Regions from separate parts of the Mus musculus genome. Here all the other regions are linked to region 1. Evidence: chromatin contacts called from public Hi-C, Micro-C and promoter capture Hi-C data. All regions are on one chromosome and are shown on one strand. The core of a region is the stretch at or near the end of the contact, and the rest is flanking DNA. Distances in the headings are between cores, read along the strand shown.

The links. Promoter capture Hi-C pulls out the DNA fragments that hold promoters and counts their contacts. Hi-C and Micro-C count contacts between places; a contact is called where the count stands out from the background.
Region 2: a contact with region 1 is called in a Micro-C map of granulosa cells, with 2.6 times the contacts expected there. The contact joins the enhancer-like site here to the promoter of Angpt2 in region 1. A contact is called at or near these places in 15 of 39 promoter capture datasets (the 3T3-L1 cell line, the C10 cell line, the HPC-7 cell line and 12 more), 43 of 484 Hi-C or Micro-C datasets (the 3T3-L1 cell line, B cells, the C2C12 cell line and 31 more), 9 of 115 datasets of contacts at active chromatin or transcription factors (a beta-TC-6 cell line, bone marrow-derived dendritic cells, bone marrow-derived macrophages and 6 more) and 5 of 9 other capture datasets (adipose tissue, embryonic stem cells, liver and 2 more).
Region 3: a contact with region 1 is called in a promoter capture Hi-C map of hematopoietic stem and progenitor cells. The contact joins the promoter of Agpat5 here to the promoter of Angpt2 in region 1. A contact is called at or near these places in 12 of 39 promoter capture datasets (the C10 cell line, the HPC-7 cell line, cranial neural crest and 8 more), 5 of 484 Hi-C or Micro-C datasets (the HPC-7 cell line, double positive thymocytes, embryonic stem cells and 2 more), 3 of 115 datasets of contacts at active chromatin or transcription factors (bone marrow-derived macrophages and embryonic stem cells) and 4 of 9 other capture datasets (adipose tissue, liver, macrophages and 1 more).
Region 4: a contact with region 1 is called in a Hi-C map of liver, with 2.0 times the contacts expected there. The contact joins the enhancer-like site here to the promoter of Angpt2 in region 1. A contact is called at or near these places in 15 of 39 promoter capture datasets (the 3T3-L1 cell line, the C10 cell line, the HPC-7 cell line and 10 more), 7 of 484 Hi-C or Micro-C datasets (the C3H10T1/2 cell line, the G1E-ER4 cell line, the N1E-115 cell line and 3 more) and 1 of 115 datasets of contacts at active chromatin or transcription factors (double positive thymocytes).

What each region holds. Positions count from the first base shown.
Region 1 is chr8:18,740,209-18,742,850 of GRCm38.p6, forward strand. It overlaps Angpt2 (angiopoietin 2), which reads right to left and starts at 1,354. Exons shown (of 9, transcript NM_007426.4): 1 at 783-1,354. The coding sequence starts at 1,070. All of the region lies in intron 12 of Mcph1 (microcephaly, primary autosomal recessive 1), which reads left to right.
Region 2 is chr8:18,629,308-18,631,949 of GRCm38.p6, forward strand. It overlaps Mcph1 (microcephaly, primary autosomal recessive 1), which reads left to right. Exons shown (of 14, transcript NM_173189.3): 7 at 239-328; 8 at 2,209-2,642. Among named protein-coding and RNA genes, the nearest start is that of Gm25763, 17 kb to the left of the region's middle. Within about 2 kb of position 1,299, at least 39 of the 459 cell types and tissues checked have an H3K27ac peak or open chromatin away from gene starts, as enhancers often do. A contact at or near this core is called in the C2C12 cell line, alveolar type 2 cells, granulosa cells and 2 more, where this site is marked.
Region 3 is chr8:18,844,946-18,847,587 of GRCm38.p6, forward strand. It overlaps Agpat5 (1-acylglycerol-3-phosphate O-acyltransferase 5 (lysophosphatidic acid acyltransferase, epsilon)), which reads left to right and starts at 1,334. Exons shown (of 8, transcript NM_026792.3): 1 at 1,334-1,833. The coding sequence starts at 1,615.
Region 4 is chr8:18,661,810-18,664,451 of GRCm38.p6, forward strand. All of the region lies in intron 9 of Mcph1 (microcephaly, primary autosomal recessive 1), which reads left to right. Among named protein-coding and RNA genes, the nearest start is that of Gm25763, 49 kb to the left of the region's middle. Within about 2 kb of position 1,287, at least 37 of the 459 cell types and tissues checked have an H3K27ac peak or open chromatin away from gene starts, as enhancers often do. A contact at or near this core is called in liver, where this site is marked.

The DNA.
Region 1 (2,642 bases), core at 104-2,603:
TTGTAGAAAACAATCATTTGTGAAAGCAAAACAGACCCTTTCAGTGTCTTATTTTGGTTACGGTCTATAAAAAGGCCATGAAACAGAGCAGTCGTCGCAGCCCCAAGAACAAACTGTCAGACCCTCTCAGCCCGCCCGGCGTGGCACGAGCATAGCAGTCCCACGTGGGGACAAGCTCAGAGCCTGTCTCTGGAACTGAACGGGGGTCTGCCTGCAGTGTCTCCGGGACACTTGGGAAACACGGTGCCATTTCCAGATGGCAGCCCCTTCACAGCGCAGCCCTGAGACTCTGAGAACACAAGGTTGGCTTTATTTAATTTCCTCTCTTTTACCAAGAGTCATAATCTATTTTCGTAAAGAAATTCAGGAAATTGGTAAAGCACTTGACTCCATCCGTTAAGTATCCGTAATTAACGTGATTGTCACGTTTTTCCTGGCTCCGTGCTGTCTTGTTCACAGCCTCCCTCACATGCCTACAACCCGCTGAGAAGATCCTGGTAATGGGTGTCACTTAGTCTCAGCTACTCAAACAAAACAGCACGCGCGATCTGCAGAGAAGCGCACTTCCTCTGCTTGGCTAGCAAAGATTCCTAAGTTCAGGGGGTTTTCTGACCAGATTCTGGCATTCTTTTCAGACAACCCCTCTGTGGCTCTTCTCTCTGTGACTGCTTTGCTGCAGGGCAGCACAAAAGAGGATGTTTGCAGCCCACCTCCGCAGCCCCAGTCCCTGATAAAGCCAGGGCTATTAGTTCTTGCTCACCAGAGCCAGCCCACCTTCCTACCTTCATCAGCCACTGTGTGTTGTTCTCTAGAATGTTCTCCAGCACCTGCAGCCTTTGCACTGAGTCGTCGTAGTCGAGGGGTGCATCCCTCTGCACGGCATTGGACATGTAGGGGCTGGAGGAAGATCGGCAGCTGTCGGTCTCCGGCAGCAGGAACGTGTAGCTGCAGGGTCCGTTCTGGACCTGGTACTGCCTTCTGCCTGTGCTGTCCACGCTCTTCCTAAAGTTACTGTAGGCTGAGGCCAAGACAAGATCCCAGCCAAAAGTTAGGAAAATGATCTGCCACATTCTCTCTCTCTTTTTGGGTTCTAAACTGTGAGTTCAGCAAACTTGCGTCCTGAGCTCTCAGCTGCTGTCTAAGGCACAGGGCTGTGCCGTGTGAATAAGTCCATCAGTGAGAGCCTTCTCCGTCCCGCAGCAGGCTCTTTCCCAGTGCCTGTCTCTTCTCTTCTCTTCTCCCCGGCACACTCGGAGCTGTCCTGAGAGGAAGGAGCAGCCCTGCTCACTCCAGAGGTCTGCACGGACTCTTTGTTTCTCCCCTGAGTCTACAGTGTCAGTATCCGAATCAATCACTTTCCTTCCCTTATATGATAAGTTGATAAGAGCAGCCAGACATGTGCAGCCAGCCGCTCCGCCCCCTGGCTCACCCACTATCTTCCTGTAGGGGGTCACTAGCCAGGCAACAGGAAAAATCAGAGCATAGTGCTTACTGCCCCAAAGGACTGTGTACTGCAGAAGCCTTCTGGGAACACAGACCAGCCACAAGACCCCTGGGCATGTCAGAGGCACCACCCTAATTATTTCCTAGAGAGTAGCTGGGGCTCTGTTGTCTGTCTGCTCGTTTGTAGGCTAAGCTTGCAGAGTATCTGAGGTAATCACTTTAATTTTAAAGCATAGTGAAAGTTTCTGTTCTTTTAGGAATAAAATTACAGCTATATCGGGACCTTGGTTTATTTTCTTTATTGTAAATATAAAGGCTAAGATCAGCCCTTGTAAATGTGCTTTTCCAAGGGGAAGTAAAGTCTTGTTGGTATTTGGTTTTTTTTTTAAGTTATGCACATTTTTTTTTATTTTAACCCAGTTTGATATTATTAAATCAAGTTACCAACATCAGTTTTCTCAGCACTCACATGTCTGTGCCTTAACACAAAATACTATACAAATAAAACTTAAAGTAGTTTGGCCTGATTAATTGTCTGTTAAGTAACAATAGATATTTGAGTGAAGTATGTCGAGAGGAAACAAACATACACCTTTTCCTTCACTGTATCAGGGTTTCCTCGGGCTCATCACTCTGTGGCATGTTCCTGATTAAATTAGTCCCAGTCAGTGGGCTCAGGCAAATCACTTTCCCCTTTTAATTAAGTTCAAAAGCCCCTGGCCATAAAAGCTGGGGGCTGCACTGACTTCTAAAACACTTCCAGCTCTGTGGCTCTGCTGGTCCAGAGTCACCACCCCTTCATGACTAGAAGTTAATGCTGCAGAGATCGGTACTGGGAAGACTCCAGCATCCCTGACTCAAAGGACCACGTCCGCCTCCAGAAACCCCAGGGCAACTCTGTGTTACACATCCTCGGCTTCTGGAGGCTAGGAGAGTCATGATTTTAGATCATAGGTGAATCTAGAATCTGCATGGGGAATGTTGTTTTTCACAGAGTCTGTTTGGAAGAGAACTAACTGAATCTTTTTTAAATGCATCCTGTAGCAGACTGGCTCCCGAGTTGGCAACAGAAGAGGGTTATGTTTTGGTTTTTTACCCCAAGATCTACAGGGTCCATGAACTTGGAAAAGAACATGTCTATATTTTTCACCAGGCAATAAGTGATATTTAGCTCTTCCTGTATCTCTGAGAACTGATGA
Region 2 (2,642 bases), core at 49-2,548, 110 kb before region 1:
ATGTGATTGTGTGATCATGTTTGTGGGGCAGTGATTGATAGGGATTCATTTTGTCAGTCTTAAATCTACAGTATAACTGATATAGTTTTTGTTCTCGAATTATATTAAGCTTAGCCTAAAGGTAAGATTAATTTCCTGTGTATATGGGATCAGGAGCAGAATGGGTAGATATGCTCTTGTCCCTGTCCAGTAGGCAATTCTGCCATCCAGTTATTGAAACTTGTCATTGTGTTATCAGCCTCCCAGATGTTGGAGCAGTCTCAGCAGAATCCATGTGTCAGTCTGTTTGAAACATCCTTGAACATTTCTCACCAACCTTTGAGTTCAGGTAAAATTGTAATATGTATTTTGTTTTTGTAACAGACTTATGATTTGAAAAGTGTGTGTGTGTGTCTCCTCTCACACTGTACTTTTTGAGCTAGACTTTTTCTGTGGAGCTCTGGCTAGCATGGCACTTCAATAGATACCCAGCTAGCCTCCAACTAGAACCATGTCCTTGTCTCCTCGAGTACTGAGATTACAAAAATGCTCCACCATGCCAAGATGTCGTGTGGTCCGTTCTAACCACTCAAGCAGCTGAGTAGACCTAAGTTTCTCCATGAGATTTGGTCTTATGGTATTGGGGACCTCCTGCTTGAACTCTTATTAGTCCCTCCCTGGGGATTTGTTTGATTGTTTGCTTTGTTGTGGAAATCCTTGTGACTATATATGATTTAAATGCAGTGTAAATGTATATCTGAGCACAGTTAGCACTAAAGAGGAATTATTCGTGTTTAATTAAGCCATGAAGCATATTATTGAAAAGAGTCTGTGTTAAATAGTATAGGAGCCCTTGACCTTTTTTCAAGGCTATATAGCTGTCAGGTGTTGAGTTCTTTACACTTCCCTCACGTAAGTCCATGGGGGCCTAAGTGAAGTCTGTGGAAACCCTAAACAACTGTGTTCAAAAGGGCTTCAAACGCCACATGAGGAGATTCAGCTAGGTGTTCTTCCTGTCCGTGGGGTGTATTCTGGCAGTCTGTCCTGCATGTTCTGAGCTTGTTTACCCATTCATCTTTTCTTTGCTCAGTTATATCTCCCATAGATTGGAAGCAAATGGCGATAACAATGCTGGCTTACCTTTCCCTATACTGTTCTTGTGTCTCACTGTATCACACACACACCCCAAGTCTCCATGAGGTAGGCTGCATCCCCACTCCCATTTCACAGAAGAGAAAACCAGGAGGTCAAGTGGATTGTGCAAGATCCTGAGGTTGTGAGTGATACACCCAGGCTTCTGACATAAGTAGTCTAAGAATTTATGCTCTTAGTGATGTGCCACACTGAATCGTGGCTTATTGAAGAGTGATTAATGCATTCAGTTCCTAAGAGTAAATCTCAGTATCACTCCAACTGCTGTCTTGGAAGCACTTCAGCAGAGGCCCAGTATCAGCTGACCTTTGCTTTTGCCCCTCCCTTCCCAGAGCACAGCTTCAAGGACAGGATATCTCTGTTGCCACCACTCTGCTCTGAAAGCCGAGCTCGAGTTGTTTAAGTTAGAATCCCAGCACTGCCTCCAGATGGTGTCTTTTCTCTAAAAAAGGAAGCCTTCAGCTGGGCAGCACTGTACCAGTAGAACTGGGTCTGAGTAATGACCACAGGTTCAGGAAAGTGAGCAGAAAGTGCTGACTGCCCTCTAGTACTTCAGTATAATGAGAGGACAGTAGCATGCTGAGTCCCAGGAGGGGCTAGCACTGTGACCTGACAGGATCAGGAGAGTCACAGGTGACACTGACACTGAGCTGGTTTTGAAGGATGAGTTGTGTTTACCCACAGCAAAATGTGTCAGAAAGCTGGGGTCAGAGTGGGGAGCCTGCAGAGGTGATGGACAGCGTATCATTACTTCTGAGAGAAGTGCAGACTTCATGAGAGATCGGAATATTGAGAGCCCCACATGCTTCATTTGAAATATAAATAAAACATGAGGACTTGATGGAAGAACAGGGGACAGATATGAGGAGCCGTGTTCTGTTTATGAGGAGAAATGGCTTATAGAAGACCAAAGCCTAGCCAAGCATGGTGGCACATACCTTTAAACCAAGCCAGCATTCAGGAGGCAGGGACAGACTCTCTCTTGAGTTCCAAGCCAGCTAGAGTTACACAATGACCAGTGACACCCTGTCTGGTCACTTGCACATTTTAAAGGCGATTCTTTGTTGATCTCTGCAGATGAATCCTTTGCCAGTGGCTCCCACTCATCTTTCGGTGATTCCTGTGGAGATCAAGAAAGGAAACTGGGAAGATCTGCTAATGAGATGACCACGGTGACATGCCCTTCCTCACCTGTGTTGAGGGCAAGCAGTTTTTATGGCTCAGCATCACCCAACCATCTCAGGCAGCCACGTCCTCAGAAAGCTCCAGACAGTCCTTCAAAGGAGAGCATCAACTGTCAGAAGGATGCTACAGGTGCGGTAGCTGATTCCGAGAGAAAGCAAGCTGCAGGTGTATCTCAGGGGGTGCCTGATGAGAAGCTCTGTCTGTCTCCTACGATGTCCATCATAGAAGAACACCAAGTACGGTTGGGACCCAAGAATTCTTCTGCAAAGAGAAAAAGGGCAGCGGACTTGGGTTCATCTCCAAAAGGAAAACTGAAGAAGAGGTAC
Region 3 (2,642 bases), core at 84-2,583, 100 kb after region 1:
GTGACCCACCAACAGCTGCTTTTCCCCTAAAGCTGGGTTTGTGGTTCATGTTATCGTGACAGACACTCTTATAGCCCTGTCAGTTCTCCAGCACTGGCTTCCCAAGGCTTTTAAAACTCCTTTCTTCTTTCTAACTCTTTGTAGTCACTGTAACCTATATATGCATATGTAAACAGAGATATACTTACAGAGTGATGTATGTGTGATCTGAGAGTTAATATTAGTAATTAAGACTGCAATAAAAGAACCTGTGTTTCCCTTAGCAAGGGCTACAGAGTAAAGTGGGCCTCTCTGGTGCCAGCGAAGCCACTGTACTTAGTGAAATTTATTGTCATTCAATACATTCTGATATCGTGTAAACTCCTAAGCACGTCCATCTGACATAGTGTGCTAATGACAGGAGTCACCTGTATGCCTTATGAAGCGCATCTCAGAGGTGATGGGAAAGAAACATGGGGCAAAAGATGAAGGGAAATCCAAGGCAAGGAAGCAGAGACACAGGCGTCAGTGGTGTGGAAAGGGAGAAAACTAGGGGCAGAATAAGTGACCTTAGGGTCACTTAGAGAAACCAACACACACACACACACCCACATATTTAAAACGTACTTTATACAGATCTGAGCGTGCGCACTGACCTGTTTCCTTCTATACCTTCTTGTATAGAATTATCTGGTCTCCACTAGTTAGGGCAGTGAAAGGACCTGGGCCCCTGGATAAGTTTTTGCTGTTACTTAACTATTCTAGTTTTCTGGAGGGAAGAGAACTTATGGATCCTACATGTATAGGGAAATACTTTCCTACACATTGAAAAGAAGAAATGTAGGATATTAGGAAAACGCACAGTAGAAACAAGTTAAAGAGCAAGAGGTTATTAAAGGGCAAAAGTTAAGGCTTTGAAAGATTTAATACAAGGAGGTGACAGTCCCGTGAAAGGTGAACCAAGGGTACAGGAGACGGACCCAGCCTCATTCTGCAACAGCCAAGAGGAGGGAAGGTGTGCTTCCTATGCACGTGGGGGCACGGGTGGCCCTCCGGCACGCGAAGACGCTGCAGTTGTCCATAACCTGCGGCATCGAGCTCCTCCTGTGCTCCACGACTTAGTCGGCTCACGCGTGTCTTGCAGGAAGCATCCTCGTGTCTCCACGCAGCTCTCGCACGCCAGCACAGGCCAAAACCCACCACCTCACTTCTTCCCGGGCTCATCCCCAGCCAGCATTCGCAGTCGAGCATGCGTCGTGACGAGGCCAAGGGACCGAGCCAATCAGAACACGTATTACGCCCATAAGTCGGCCAATCAGGAGGCGCCTTATTACCCGGGAGCCTTGCTTCACCCCGCCTCCCCGCTGACAAGCACGGGTCGCGCGGAGCAAAGCGAGCACCCCGAGGCGAGTGCGCCCGGCAAGCCGAGGCGTGCCCTTTCCAAGGCGGCGAGCAGAGGCCGTCACTGTCCCCGCCGGGTCCCGGGCCCCCGCGGCCCATGCTGGGGGCGGAGCCAGGGCGGAGGGCGGCGGCGCGGCCGGCCCCGCGCAGTGATTGGCGGGCGGCCGGCGGTGGCTGAGGTCCTGGTGGCCGCGCGGGCAACGCAGGCGGAGTCGCGGCTGGCGAGCCGAGAGGATGCTGCTGTCCCTGGTGCTCCACACGTACTCTATGCGCTACCTGCTCCCCAGCGTCCTGTTGCTGGGCTCGGCGCCCACCTACCTGCTGGCCTGGACGCTGTGGCGGGTGCTCTCCGCGCTGATGCCCGCCCGCCTGTACCAGCGCGTGGACGACCGGCTTTACTGCGTCTACCAGAACATGGTGCTCTTCTTCTTCGAGAACTACACCGGGGTCCAGGTGAGGCGCGGCCGCGCAGGGCTGCGTGCGAGCCCTCCCCGCGGCCGGGGCGGCGCTTGCAACCCGGGCGAACACTCGCAGCCCGGCGAGCACGTGCCGCAGCTCACGGCCTCCCGCCGCGGGGGGAAGTTTCTGGTTCTCACTTCGGGGTTCCTTCTGGAACGTCCTGCTGAGGCTGAGTGTGTTCCCGGGTCCGCCCCACCCCCGCCCCGGGCCGGCTGTTACTGCCCATCTCAGTGCCTGCCAAAGTAGGGCACTGAGTCCGAGGTGGTGATGCTGGGACTGGCTTCATTTGCACTTCCGAGGTCTTTTAGATTAGCAAGACCTCTAGGCGCTGACCAAAGTGACAGCTGTGAAGGACGACTCCTGCCTTGGGTTCCTCCCGGGTGAAAGCGAGGGCCTAGGGAGGAAATGAATACATTGGTTACAATAGGAGCCTCACTGTCGATACAGTTCTCTTCAGCTTGGACTGGGCTTCAATGTGGGCTGATCTCTTGTCAGATTGCTTTCTTCCTGCTACTGTTTCTTTCTTTCTTTCCACCCCTCCCTCCCCCCCCCCCGCCCCGTGGAGATTGAACTCTGAAAACAATAAAGAGTAGAAAGCTCTCCTAATGTGAATTCGTTATATGACATCCCATAAAAACCTACAGTTGTACTTCCTTTTTGGTTTTCAGTTTCAAAGAAGAGCTCTGTTTGGGTTCTCCCAGATGTATCTATGACTTTCCCCCCCATTTCTCAGTTCTTTTCATTCTGTGTTAGGGGGGTACTTTGGCGACTGGATCCCTTACTGAGTTTTGCGCCAGTTGGAG
Region 4 (2,642 bases), core at 37-2,536, 78 kb before region 1:
CGGAGGAAAGGAAACACTGGAGGAGGCAGGGCCATGCAAGGGCTTGGTCAGCCTCCCAGCTTGGCTTGAGGAAACTCTGAGCTCAGACTGGCTCTGCTGTCACCATGGTGATTGACTTACAAGGCACGGCGTCCATCAATTCAACCATTCTTTGTTCTTACGGAGCTAATACCATCTACAAATCGTGACCTTGTTTATTTTCTTTTAAATATTGATGGGCAGAGATTGAGGCAGGATGGTAGCTTTCAAACTCCTGTGGTTTTTCAGCTAAAATACTGAGTTCACCATGTTGCGGATAAAGCCTTGGACCCACCTTTCCAAGACACAGTCTCTCTGTGATGCTGAAGACTTTGGCCAAAGCCTGGGAAAGGTTCTAGAAACACCCACTAATTGGGGGCCCAGTTTTGGTCCTCAGCTTTTCTTCCCATCACTTAACTGAAGGAAGAAGTTGTAAGGACACAGAGGATGGGTAAGGGCAAAAGGAGATGCAGCTGGAGGTTATAGTCTACAAAACGGTTTCTGTTAGGGCTGAAGAGATGGCTCAGAAGTAAAGAGCACTGGCTGCTCCTCCAGAGGCTCCAGGTTCTATTCCCCTCACCCACATGGTGACTCATAACCATCTCAAACTATAGTTCCAGAAGATCTGACTGACACCCTTACCTGTCCCCTCTAAGGGTACAAGATGTACACATAAGGGACACAGCCATGCATGCAGGCAAAATACATACATGTTATATAAAGTGAAAGATATTTTTATTATCAAGTACAAGATTTTTATGTGGGGAAGAGAGGTGGCTCAGGAATGAACAGGACTTGCTGCCCACCAGAGGACAGTCCTTCAGGCAGCTCATAATGTAACTTCAGCGTCAGGGATCCAACATCCTGAGTGTTCGTGTGCGTACGCACATACACACACACACACACACACACACACACCCCTCTTTAAAGAAATAGTTTTGTTTATGCCTCCCAGAAAGGCATCCCACTGATTTTGAGGCATTTAAGGTCTCTCTGTAAAACACCCCATAAAGTGAGCAATTCTGCTTAGATGAGCTCTTTGCAGTGTGGCTCTGGCCACCTGTTCAGGGGGAGAGTTCACCTGTCTTTCCAGCGTCATAGTTCCAAGTCAGCGGCCTTCCAGCCTGTGGATTAGGATGAGCCTGCTGGTCCCCTTTCAAACCACTGCCCACCATGTGACCCAGGCCTTTTCTCTAAGTGGCTGAACTTCTAAGGCCTCTAATGGATCCCGCTTAGATAATCATGGGCTGTAATCCAGGCCTGGACCTTGTCCAGTCCAAACATTGCTCAAATAAACTCAAAGTACAAGCCTGTGGATCTTGAAACCAAGGAAGGACTACCCTGTGCCTCAGGAGCAAAGCTTAGCAGGTACAGTGGCCTAGAAGGTGCTCTCATATGATCACACAGTGGTTCAAACCGATAGATAAACTGAACCAAACTTAATCAAATTGCAGTTTCTAAGTTGGGCAGCCAGGTTCAGAAACCTGATCCAGGACTCAGCAGGCAACATCTGGGGCCAGAAGTCAGAAGAGACATCACCAGCCTGATGGGTCTAGTTTGGCATTTCCCTCATCTTAAAAAGGCCTGATCATCTGCCCGCCTGCCTGCCTGCCAATGACTGGAACCTGCCGCTGGGCCCAGCTGGGACTGTTTAATACAATATTATCACTAAAGCTTTTGCTGTGTTTAGACACTAAATTATAGTTTATAGTGTAAAGACTACAGGTACTGAGGCATCCTTAGACCTAATTTTCTATGACTTAACAGCTAATTTATTAACAAGCTAGTTCCTCTCCTCTTCCTCAGAAGAAACTAGGTCCCGTTTATATAGGGCATCAAATGACCAGACCAAACAGCCAGACTCCCGCACATTGCTTTCTCATCAAAGGCTAGTAGAGAACAAAATAGAAAATGAGAAAAATTCTTAGCAAAGTTTTAGAGACTTAGCCTAAAAAGCCAATGAAAGATGTGTCTTGGTCTGGGGTGCACTGCTCTGCTGTGGGGTTCACAGGCTTTGCCCTGAGCAGAGTAGGTCTGCTGGGCATTTCAGGAGACCCTTAAAACTGAAACAATTACTTTTTAAGGTACAGGAATGACTCTTGCACTGATATAAAATGAATATTCGGCATATTCATTTGTGAAGGAATCAGAAAGCCCTTATCTCCTATTCAAAGGAGAATAAACAGAGCGGGAAGGGAGAGGGAGGGAGGAGATAGAGATAGAATTAATGCCACCCCTAGGCCCTGGGCTGTAAGTCACCTGCTTAATTCAACCTTCCACTCCCCTTAGTCCCATAAAGCCGACCTGATGCCAGGAGAACACGCGTGACTTAGAGAAGAGCATGTCCTGTTTCTCTGCACACTGGAAGTGTGTGTGTGTGTGTGTGTGTGTGTGTGTGTGTGTGTGTGTGTGTGTGTGTGCGTGCAAGCCACATACCCTGGACTCGTGACCAATGGCCATAGTATACCCATGTTTTACCAAACTCTTTCCTTTCAGTCTGAGAAACCAAGTCCATTGGCCACAATAGAGTTCATGGCTTTCTTCTGGTGGCCACCCTGTCTTTGTCTGTGCACCTCTCACACTCTGTGGGCCTCAGCCTGCCTTTTAAGATGATTTTTAGATTG